Linked DNA regions of Mus musculus: all the other regions are linked to region 1. Evidence: chromatin contacts called from public ChIA-PET data. All regions are on one chromosome and are shown on one strand. The core of a region is the stretch at or near the end of the contact, and the rest is flanking DNA. Distances in the headings are between cores, read along the strand shown. Region 1 overlaps Ubash3b (ubiquitin associated and SH3 domain containing, B). Region 2 overlaps Clmp (CXADR-like membrane protein). Region 3 overlaps Clmp (CXADR-like membrane protein).

The links. ChIA-PET counts read pairs in DNA pulled down with a chosen protein or histone mark.
Region 2: an RNA polymerase II ChIA-PET map of memory CD8 T cells shows a contact between it and region 1, with 26 read pairs. The contact joins two enhancer-like sites. A contact is called at or near these places in 2 of 115 datasets of contacts at active chromatin or transcription factors (memory CD8 T cells and microglia) and 1 of 9 other capture datasets (pancreatic islet).
Region 3: an RNA polymerase II ChIA-PET map of memory CD8 T cells shows a contact between it and region 1, with 10 read pairs. The contact joins two enhancer-like sites. A contact is called at or near these places in 1 of 484 Hi-C or Micro-C datasets (the G1E-ER4 cell line), 2 of 115 datasets of contacts at active chromatin or transcription factors (bone marrow-derived macrophages and memory CD8 T cells) and 1 of 9 other capture datasets (adipose tissue).

Annotation. Positions count from the first base shown.
Region 1 is chr9:41,071,401-41,074,680 of GRCm38.p6, reverse strand. All of the region lies in intron 1 of Ubash3b (ubiquitin associated and SH3 domain containing, B), which reads left to right. Among named protein-coding and RNA genes, the nearest start is that of Crtam, 68 kb to the right of the region's middle. RefSeq lists an enhancer at 1-3,042. Within about 2 kb of position 1,715, at least 120 of the 459 cell types and tissues checked have an H3K27ac peak or open chromatin away from gene starts, as enhancers often do. A contact at or near this core is called in adipose tissue, bone marrow-derived macrophages, memory CD8 T cells and 1 more, where this site is marked.
Region 2 is chr9:40,742,362-40,745,641 of GRCm38.p6, reverse strand. All of the region lies in intron 1 of Clmp (CXADR-like membrane protein), which reads right to left. Among named protein-coding and RNA genes, the nearest start is that of Hspa8, 57 kb to the left of the region's middle. Within about 2 kb of position 1,776, at least 115 of the 459 cell types and tissues checked have an H3K27ac peak or open chromatin away from gene starts, as enhancers often do. A contact at or near this core is called in memory CD8 T cells and microglia, where this site is marked.
Region 3 is chr9:40,780,830-40,784,109 of GRCm38.p6, reverse strand. It overlaps Clmp (CXADR-like membrane protein), which reads right to left. Exons shown (of 7, transcript NM_133733.5): 6 at 2,856-2,997; 7 at 1-1,803. The coding sequence ends at 1,500. Among named protein-coding and RNA genes, the nearest start is that of Hspa8, 19 kb to the left of the region's middle. Within about 2 kb of position 1,694, at least 170 of the 459 cell types and tissues checked have an H3K27ac peak or open chromatin away from gene starts, as enhancers often do. A contact at or near this core is called in adipose tissue, bone marrow-derived macrophages and memory CD8 T cells, where this site is marked.

The DNA of each region.
Region 1 (3,280 bases), core at 466-2,965:
CATGTCCTCTGCAAGAGCAACAAGTACTCTAAACCAATGAGCCATCTCTCTAGCCCCCAAACTTGTTGATAAGCTAAGCCCTGTGCCTTGTTTTCTCTAAAGAATTGCTTTCTTGTCTTTTCTGTGGTCTTTACTACTGGGCATAAAATAGTACGCTTAGCGCTCTCTCCATGTGTATTATTTAATTAGTCGCCAATCAAAGGTATTAAAAAATGTGTGTCTGATCTTAATATGCAAAAAAGTCTCGACATTCTCTACATAATAAGACTGTGGTGATTATACATTACATTTGGCTTTATTGGTATTAGAGATTATTTCAAGAATTTGGGGGCCACAGATACATAAAAAGACCTTATCTCAAAATAAAAGAGAAAGGAAGAAAGGAAGGGAGGGAGGGAGGGAAAGAGGAAGGGAGGGAGAAAGGAAGGGAGAGAGAGAGAGAAAGAGAGAGAGAGAGAGAGAGAGAAAGAAAGAAAGAAAGAAAGAAAGAAAGAAAGAAAGAAAGAAAGAAAGAAAGAAAGAAAGAAAGAAAGAAAGAAAGAAAGAAAGAAGAAAAGTAAAGCTTTGGGAAGGGTATTCATGTGTCATCATGCCATTTTCTATAAGAGACCTCTACATCTATTTTAATATGTGTATATGGGATGGGGGATGGGGGTCCCAGAACCAGAAGTCTTTGGGAGAAACCAACTGGGTTGCAACTGAGAAAGCAACTGGACGATCAGACCGTGTCACGTGACTAGTGTGTCACGTGACTCGGAGAGACTATCTGGTCCCCTCTACAGTGAAGGACCAGAGCAAGGCCGATGGCTGTCACCCACGAAGAAGGGGCTTGGTGTGGCTGTTTTATCTAGCACTCAGTATTGTAAGCATGCCTCTTGCTTTGGTATCTGGCCCCAGGTCCCAGTGAGGATTCCTCCCTCCCCCTCCTTCCCTGCAGCCATGCCTCGGTTTTATCTACTCATTTCAGCTCTAGATGGAGGAAACCACAGCCCCACTTCCTCCCTCTGCGGGTAAAAGAGACTCCCAGCACAGAAAAACACATAAGGTAGTAGAAGTGGAAAGGGCCCGAGAGAACTCCATGAGCCCCTTTCATTTCCTATAAGCTCGGGGAGGGTGGAGGACATGCCAGAGGTCATGTAATGGTTGCTGGGACTAGAGCCTGGCTGTCCCTCCAGCATCAACCTTCTATCCACCTGCCCAGGAGCCCATCAAAGGGATGGCGAAAGGATACAGGGTGCAGCCGACAACGCAGATCCTCAAGTCTGAGGTCACTGCATACTGTGCCTTGGCTTCCCTTGACCTTGAAGATGTGTCACCCCATCCCCACGCCCCGACCCCCACAATTCCCAGCTCTGTGCAATGGGGAGTATACATGATGTGATCCGATCGCTTCTGCATCTGGGAGGGCATCACTGAAGCCACAGCGAGATTAATGTAAGTTAATACCTGCTGTCAGCCTCCAAGTGCACACTGCCATGATTCTTAATACTTTAGCTGGAGGACTGCAGCCATTCTGTCCCCATCTCAGCTTCTCCACTTCCCACCTGATCCAAGGAATAAGACTCTGATAACTCGGAGAGCCATCGGGCTTTTGACTTGTCACCTGTTGTGGGGCGGACCTAAACACGGGAAGACATTGTAAAGGAGAGAGAAGATTGGGCTTTGAGTGGGGAGGGGAGAGGACCATGAAGGAGGGGGGACAAGCTCACACCCTCTGCTGCGTTCACCAACGAGGTTCCAGCCCAGGCCTGGTTATCTCTCCCTCCCACTCACTGGGGATGCTGTATCAGTGAAAAAGGAAGTAAAGCAGGGGAAGTGACTCATTAGGATCCTCCCCTAACCCACCCACCCACTCACCCCCACCCCCACCCCCACCCTCAGACAGAAGTGTATTTTGTCAACTCAGACTCAAGGTCCTATCTGTGTGAGCCTGGTTGAATTATATTCAGGAGAGAGGGGGAGGGGTTAGGGAGGAAGGGAGGGATGAAGAGAAGCAAGGAGAAATAGGGGAGGGAAGAAGGAGAAGAAGGAGACAGAAAGAGGGAGAGGGGGAGAGGGAGAGAACGAGCTGGTAGAGCCATAGACCACGGGTTTGCCTCTGCTTCCCTTCTGGTATTCATAGGCTGATTTAACTGTGAGTACTCCAGGGTCCTGGAGTTCATTGTGGAGTCTTGTATCTGAACACCACAGTGACCCCGTTGCTTTTATCACAGAGGATGCTGGACATGGCGTTCTGGGGCAATTCGTGAACTGGTTAAGGAGGAAGAAGGATTAAGTTAGGACCAAAGGAATCAGGCCCCATGTAGGCATGAGCAGTACCACATGTTGGCCTGACAGGAATCAAGGCTGACCACATTTGGAGGCAGCATTTGAATGTAGCAATCAGAAAAGGCTATGGGGAAATTTCTTGAGAGCATCTGACCTTGAAGTACATGCAGAGCCACCCAGAACTGTCAGACCCTCCCCTTCCTACTCCAGAAACAAGAGACCACATTTTGGTAGCAGAGCCAGTGGCTAGCTGAAACTTCCACATGTAAGCTAACACACACCCTGTCTCTGTCTCTCTGTCTCTCTGTCTGCCTGTCTGTCTGTCTGTCTCTCTCCCTGTTTCCTTATCTTTCCTTTTTTTTTTTAACCTTACCCAGACATAGTGGTCCATACTTGTAGTACCAGCACTTGAGGCAGGAGAATTGCTAGATTGAGGCCAGCTGCATAGTAAAACTCTGTCTTAATTTTTAAATTTTATTTATTTATTTTATTATATGAGTACACCATTGCTCTCTGCAGGGACACCAGAAGATGGCATCATATCCCATTACAGATGTTTGTGAGCTACCATGTGGTTGCTGGGAATTGAACTCTGGACCTCTGGAAGAGCAGTCAGTGCTCTTAACCGCTGAGCCATCTCTCCAGCCCCAAGACTGTCTTTAAAAACAAACCAATAACTATTTTTTTCTAGTGATCAAATGGTTCCCTACATTTAAAATTTGTTTTTATTTATTTTTTCAATTAATTAAGATGTATGTGCATGCATTGGTGTGTGGTATGGGGTGTGTGTGTGTGTGTGTGTGTGTGTGTGTGTGTGTGTGTGTGTGTGTACATGCAAGTGCTCTTGCATAGGCTACAGTGTCCATGTGGAAGTCCAGACAATTTTCAGAAACTGGTTCTCTCTTTCTGCCTTCTTGTTCGTGAGGATCAAACTCAGGCTGTCAGACTTTGCAGCAAGCGCCTGTGCCCACTGAGCCATCTCCCAGCCCTGTCTGTCTGCTGTCTGTCTGCC
Region 2 (3,280 bases), core at 527-3,026, 330 kb after region 1:
TGAACTCCCTGTCCTCCTGCTTCTGCTCTCAAGTGCTGAGATTACTGGTTTGTGACTCTCTACCCAGCATTGCCCAGAGGTCAGCTGTCTGTTGGCAGGAGGTGGGTGAGGAATGTCTGAACCATGACTACATAGAGCAACCCCAGAGAAAAGAGCTACAGACTCTGGCTTTGCTTCCAGGTTGGCTTGCTTTGTCTTGTACCTGATGCCACTGAGTCTAAGTTCCTAAACTTCCCCACTGGGATAACAGAGGATTTGGGACATCTACATGGAAGTGTAGAAACAGAAACTTAGATATCTAACTACCTGCCATGGTTTGAATATGCTTGGCCCAGGGAATGGCATTATTAGAAGGTGTGGCCTTGTCGCAGTAGGTGTGACCTTGTTGGAATAGGTGTGCCACTGTGGGTGTGGGCTTTAAGACTCTGCCTGGATGCTGCCATGTTCCTACCTTGATGATAATGGACTGAACTTCTGAACCTGTAAGCCAGTCCCAATTAAATGTTGTCCTTATAAGATTTGCCTTGGTCATGATGTCTTTTCACAGCAGTAAAACCCTAACTAAGACACTACCCCTCCCCTCCCCTTTTAGAAGCAAGGTCTCATGTGACCCAGGCTGGCTTTAGACTTCCGATCCTTCTATCATTATCTCCCAAACCCTGGGATTATGGACATGTAGTACCACACTCTGTGTACTATCCTTTAAAAGCAGGTCCCCTAGCCCCAGCTGTGAGCCCAGGCCTCAGCTCCACTGTCTGCTGTACTCAGGTAGACTCCTGTCCTTTGATGGACTGGCTTGCTCCCTGTAAGTCTTTATCCATGAGCTCACACATCAGTTGTCTCTCTCCTGCACGCTCTCATTGCTAACACTTGCTGACATTTCTCCTCTGCTTTTATTTCCTTCCCTATTCTCTTGTCCTTGGGGACTCTTGTCTACTCTGCTCTTTTGTTCTCACCTTAATGGGAGCTGGGAGAAGAAATAGGAAAGTACTTCTGTCCAATCCACTGCTACTTACAGGAAGTGATTTGGAAGGGAGGGCAGGTAGGCATCTCCTCTGTTTCAATTTTGAGAACATCTACGACTTGGCTCTGCCTGTGACTCTCTATCCTCCCACTTCCTGTATTGACAGTCATCTTTGCTGAGTTCAGTCCCTCCACTGCCAGGGTGCTTGCTGTCCTGATGCCCAGCTCTGCACCACAGGGGACAGTCCTTGGAGAAGAGGACAGCCGCTCCTTGTGCTCAGCAGCTTCCGTTGGATCCTGGTTGTTGACACTTTGTTGACAAAGGCTGGGAACCTTTGCTCTTGCAACATCCTCTGCTCAGCATGAGAGCAGAGTGAGCTCCCTTTCCCATTAGGCTCTGCTTCTCCACAGACTGTCAGTCAGTCAGTCAGTAGTCTGTTTTTCCAATATTGGGTCTTGCTATATAGCTCATGATGGCCTCAAACTGACCATCCTCCTGCCTCAGCCCCCAACATTTATTTAATTATAAGACAAGGTCTCACTATGACACCCAGCTACCCTTGAACTCCTGGATTCAAGTGGTCCTAAACAGCCAGAGCTAGCACTATTGAGCCTAGCGTTGCTATCTCCTGACCCCATGCCGGGGTCTGACTCCTGGCCTCACCAATGCACTATCGTTTTTTACCTAAGACACCACAAGAGAAAATCCCCCCTTTCTCTTTCTATTTGTCCCTCGGAGGCTCTCACTTCCTCTTCACTTCTTTCAGTTTAGCAGGTTCTCTGAGCTTAGGGTCTTTTTGGTTCTGACTGGGGAAAAGGAACGGAGGTTTTCAGAGGCTACGGAAGCACAGAAATCCCCCGGATCAGCCATCACCACAGTGTAAATGAAGCCCTGTTCTGCCCAGCACAGCGCTTTCTCGCTTTCTCAGCTCTCATTTCTTTTGCTGTGTCTGCAGTTTGAAAACCCTTCTAGAGACTGAGGTCTGCTTAGGAAAAATATTTGTTTAAGTCCTTCTTCTTCTTTTCTTTTTTTTCCTTTCTCTGTGGTCTTTAGAAACCACTATGGTTTTCAGTCTTGCAATCAGCTTTTCTGGGCATATCACATTTGTCTCCAGCTGTGACCTTTGTGAGGCCATGAACTCTGCAGAACTCTGGGAGGAATCTGATATTCCTGTGGGTGAGAAATTGGTGGTAAGGTCTGCCAGGGGATTCAGGCACACTCAGACAAATGTCACAGCCAGTGAATGAGCAACTGGACCATACAGTGTTTTCCAGGCTAAGACACGAGCAGGATTGACTCATGATCCCTTCTCCCTGTCCTCACGAAGCATCCAATAGAGTTGTAAAAGCTTGTTAGACTGATAAAAAGTGGCATCACTTTGAAGGCCATGGGAGCCTGCAGGAGATGGTAATGAATGAATGGTGAAGTCAGGGGAGGAAGCAAGACCGGCCTGCAAAGGACCATGGCATTTCAGAAGACGGGATGAAGGGCAACTGCAAAGTCACAGAGGCAGGATTGAGGTGGGGTCTTTGGTTGGAGTAAACTGATCAAGGTTGTATTACAAGGGAAAAAAGGAGCAAGGGGGAAAGAGTGAGCTATTCGAAGGGGACATAAGGGTAGAACAGCCAGAGTTTCTGCTCTCTCTCTCTCTCTCTCTCTCTCTCTCTGCTATTTTTGGTTTAACAGGAAGCATCTGTTTTTTTCCTACAATTTTCCAGCTGACTGGTGTACCATTCCTTGAGATTGTGGCAGACACAGGTAGACATCTATTTCTGCTCTCTTGGGCTGTAACCCTTCTTATCACTCCAGGTGGGATGTAGAGTCACAGGTGAGATCAAAGGAGACGGGAATGGATTTCACCCAGCAAATGGGCCTGTCTGCTGATCCTAGAGGGGCCAAATCTCTAAGCCCCTGAGTTGTGGCTCTGTAATAGGCCAACTAAGCCATGGTCCCTAATCCCTTGTTTTGTGTTCTCCCTCTCCCCACCCACCCCACCGTGTATGTGGTGTGGTGTGGTGTGTGTGTGTGTGTGTGTGGTGTGGTGTGGTGTGGTGTGGTGTGGTGTGGTGTGGTGTGGAGTGTGTATGTGTGTGTGTGTGTGTGTGTGTGTGTGTTGAGACAAGGACTAATCTACCCGAGGCTGGTCTTGAACTCCTAATCTTCCTGCTACTTAAACCCAAGTACTTAGAATGCCAGTATATATCACCACACCTATGTACTCTCAATCATTTCTTAGATATCTGGTCATGTCCTTCTATCTCCTATTCATTTGATAAGCATCTATTGGACAAATGCCAGGTGCCAGTAAACGTCTTA
Region 3 (3,280 bases), core at 445-2,944, 290 kb after region 1:
AAACCTTCTAAAAGGCAAGTTACTTGTCCTGGAAAGGCTGCCTTTTTTTTTTTTTTTTTTTTTAAACATTTCTCAGACACCTTTCTTCTCCTTGTGTGAGTTGTTTGATACTTTTGCTGGTAGTGAATCCTTTCTGCTAATTCCTTCCCAAGCGCCAACGCCAAAAATGTTAACAGCCTTGAGCTGAACCCACTCCCACCGCCCACCACCCCTTGTTTTGCTCACCACCTACTCCCTAATGGCAGTTTACTCCTTCCAAGTCTCTTGGAGTCTACCGCTGAGAAGAAAGACAGCGAGGATACCGTTCAACCTCTCAGCGGGGAGAGGGCCATGGGAGGGGTTTGGGTTTCAGTGCCTTTAGGAAATGATTGCTGAAAATTTAAGGCCTAGAATCATCAAAAGTCCCACATTTGCATCCTTCTAGAATGAAAGAATCGCCAAGTTTTGGGCCAGTATCAAATGTCCTTTGACCTACTGAGAGAAAGGTCTACTCTCCCTCTCTATTCCAAGCAGTCTTGAAATTCTGGTTGCTCTTGTTCCCAGAAAGAGGAGCAGGAAGTGGTATGCAAGGGGATCTTTCAACATCCCTGAGAGACTTTCTCTAGAGGACTGTCCCTAAGGACATTCATTAAGTGACATGTAGTGAGTATTTGTTTCTCCTAGAAACATCCAGCAGAGAAGTCTTTAGGGGAGTCAGTCAAATTGGAATAAAGAGCCACAACTGCCCCGGGATAATCGTCTTGATATCTGTTGTCAAGCCTCTGAATATCAAAAAGGAAAGCTCTTCAGAGAATCATGTCCCATCTTGGTTGGACTCCCTCCTTAGTTATTATTTTAGGGTTCGACGGAAATAGGAAGATTGGCTGTTGATGAGGTAAGAGAAAAGTCCCTTTTCTCTGTCTCCCACATTGCAAATCCTCCCCAACCAACGTTCAAACCTTATGACACAAGAAGTCAAGTCAAAGTAGAAAAAAAATGTGTTTCCTTCTTTTTTTTTTTTTTTTAATGTGAATTTCTTAAACGCAGTTCTCCCAGTACATGTTGCAGATAGGTATATTATAAGGCGTGGGCTTCTGTTTTGACTATCTGAATAATCACACTAATCCAATAAATTTGCAGAAATGAATAGAAAATTGATCTACGAGATTCCCGCTTCTTCTTGACTGTGGTGACTTGCAACATCCTAGGTAAGATGTTTCAGGTGTGTGCAGCCTCACCTTTCCCTTTATTTTCACCAAATAAGCTTGGGCCCCTCCTCCCCTCCACTCTGTCTGAAGGCACAGTGAGGTGCCTTTAGAGATAGATGGTCAGCCTCCGTCCTTGTGTTTGTTTGGTATCCTATATAAGGAGGGTACTCATCAGAACTGGTCCGTGCCATTTCTGCAGCTACTTAAGTGAGATCGTATCTGGCTGAGGGGCTTGCGTGGCTGGTGGACGAGCTCCAGTGACTAGGCTAAGATCCTGACTTTGGGGCAAGCGCAAGTCAAGTCCACTCTAAGTCAGACAGTTTGGAAGGCTTTGCTCTGGCTGGGCGTTGTGCTGAGTGTGGTTTCTGCTTTGGTCAGGGTCGTATGGTGGACTTTCTTTGGTTCAGAACCTCTCACTTCCGGTCCTATGAGGCTGTATGCCTGCGGGGCTAGCCCGGGCTGCTGCGGCGCTGCTTCACTCGACAGCGTCCGCTGGCTTCTGGAGGCACTGTTCCCGGTGGAGCGGGTGGAGGAGGAGCCAGAGCGTGAGCTCCGGGAGCCTGAGGAAGAGGAGCTAGGCTTCACAAGGCGGGCTCGGGGCGCTTCGGCGTCTTCTCTGAAAGCGGAAAAGTGAACAGATAGCAAAGATAAACTTTAGTACTGCCGGGGCTGGGTTGACGCTCGTTAAAGTTACTTCCTCCTGAGATTTTTTTTTTTTTTTCCAATAAACTCCTCAAGCCATAAACCTCCAAGGCAGTCAGTTAAGGAACTGAGCAGTTTCTGGTTTCCTAAGACTTAATGCTCAGTTTAGGAAAATGTTTGTTGAGTGACTGCCAGAGAGGTTGAGCCAGTTGCACCAGGATACAGCTCAACAGGAGACTTTGATTGCTTTGATAGAATTGCTTTGATTTGGGGGTTTGCGTACTTAAACCCTTTCATGTCCTGTGGGTTATACCCTTTTTATCATCTACCCTTGCTAAGTGGAAGTGAATCAGAGGTAAAGCTGAGACTTAAGCTGGTTGGTTGTTAGCATGACACAAGCTAGAGTCATCGGGGAGAGGGAGCCTCAGCTGAAGAAATGTCTCCATCAGAATGGCTGGTTGGCAAGCCTGTGGTGCTTTTTTTTCTGGACTAATGATGGCTGTCTGAGAGTACTGCTCATTGTGGGTGGTGCCACTCCTGGGAAGGCGATGCTGGGTTCTATTAGAAAGCAGGCTGAGCAAGCTGTGAGGAGCAAACCAGTAAGCAGCACCCCTCCATGGCCTCTGCTTCAGTTGGCACCCCCAGCTTCCTGCCTTGAATTCCTTTCCTGCCTTGAATTCCTTTCCTGCCTTGAATTCCTTTCCTGCCTTGAATTCCTTTCCTGCCTTGAATTCTTTTCCTTTCCTGCCTTCCCTTGGTAACGGACTGTAAGCTGTAGGGGGAAAGAAACCCTTTTCTTTCCAGGCTGCTTTTGGTCATGTTGTTTGCCATAGCAACAAAAAGCAAGCCAGGACAAAGATAGTTTCACAATAAGTGAATCACATCTCCTGTCCCCAGACTGTAATTTCCTACTTGCTAGGATAACCCTTTGAAGAGATTAATAATGCAGGGGACCTACGGAATGATATTGACTGGTTACTATGGAATTGGCCTGTAAAGGGAGTTTGCACAAATAGGGAAGCTTACCGGATTTCATTAGGTCTGTCTTCTTCCTCGTATCTGTCTTTGCTTTTCCTTCGTATTAGCAGCCATATCAGGAGGAAAATGAGCAGGGCTCCTGCCACTATGCCTGTCACTGCTCCTGCCACCATGCCAATGCTCTGCACATCTGTTTCCTCGGAAGCACAGACAGAAGTACCGTCAAACATAAGCTCGGAGATTCCTGCATACCCAGGACAGAAGCCCGGACAGGGTGGCTTCCAGACCACACCCAGCAACCCTCGCATGCTGTGACTGTGCCTTTCCATATTCTTGCAAGCTGAAGTTACTGCACCACTTTACTGGTTTGCTTAGATTTTAGTGACTACGTCTGTCTCTGTTCACATGATAAAACAGGCTGGGAAAGTTATTGTGTCGTGTAAAGAAAAATTCAACCTTCATAGAATCCTTCT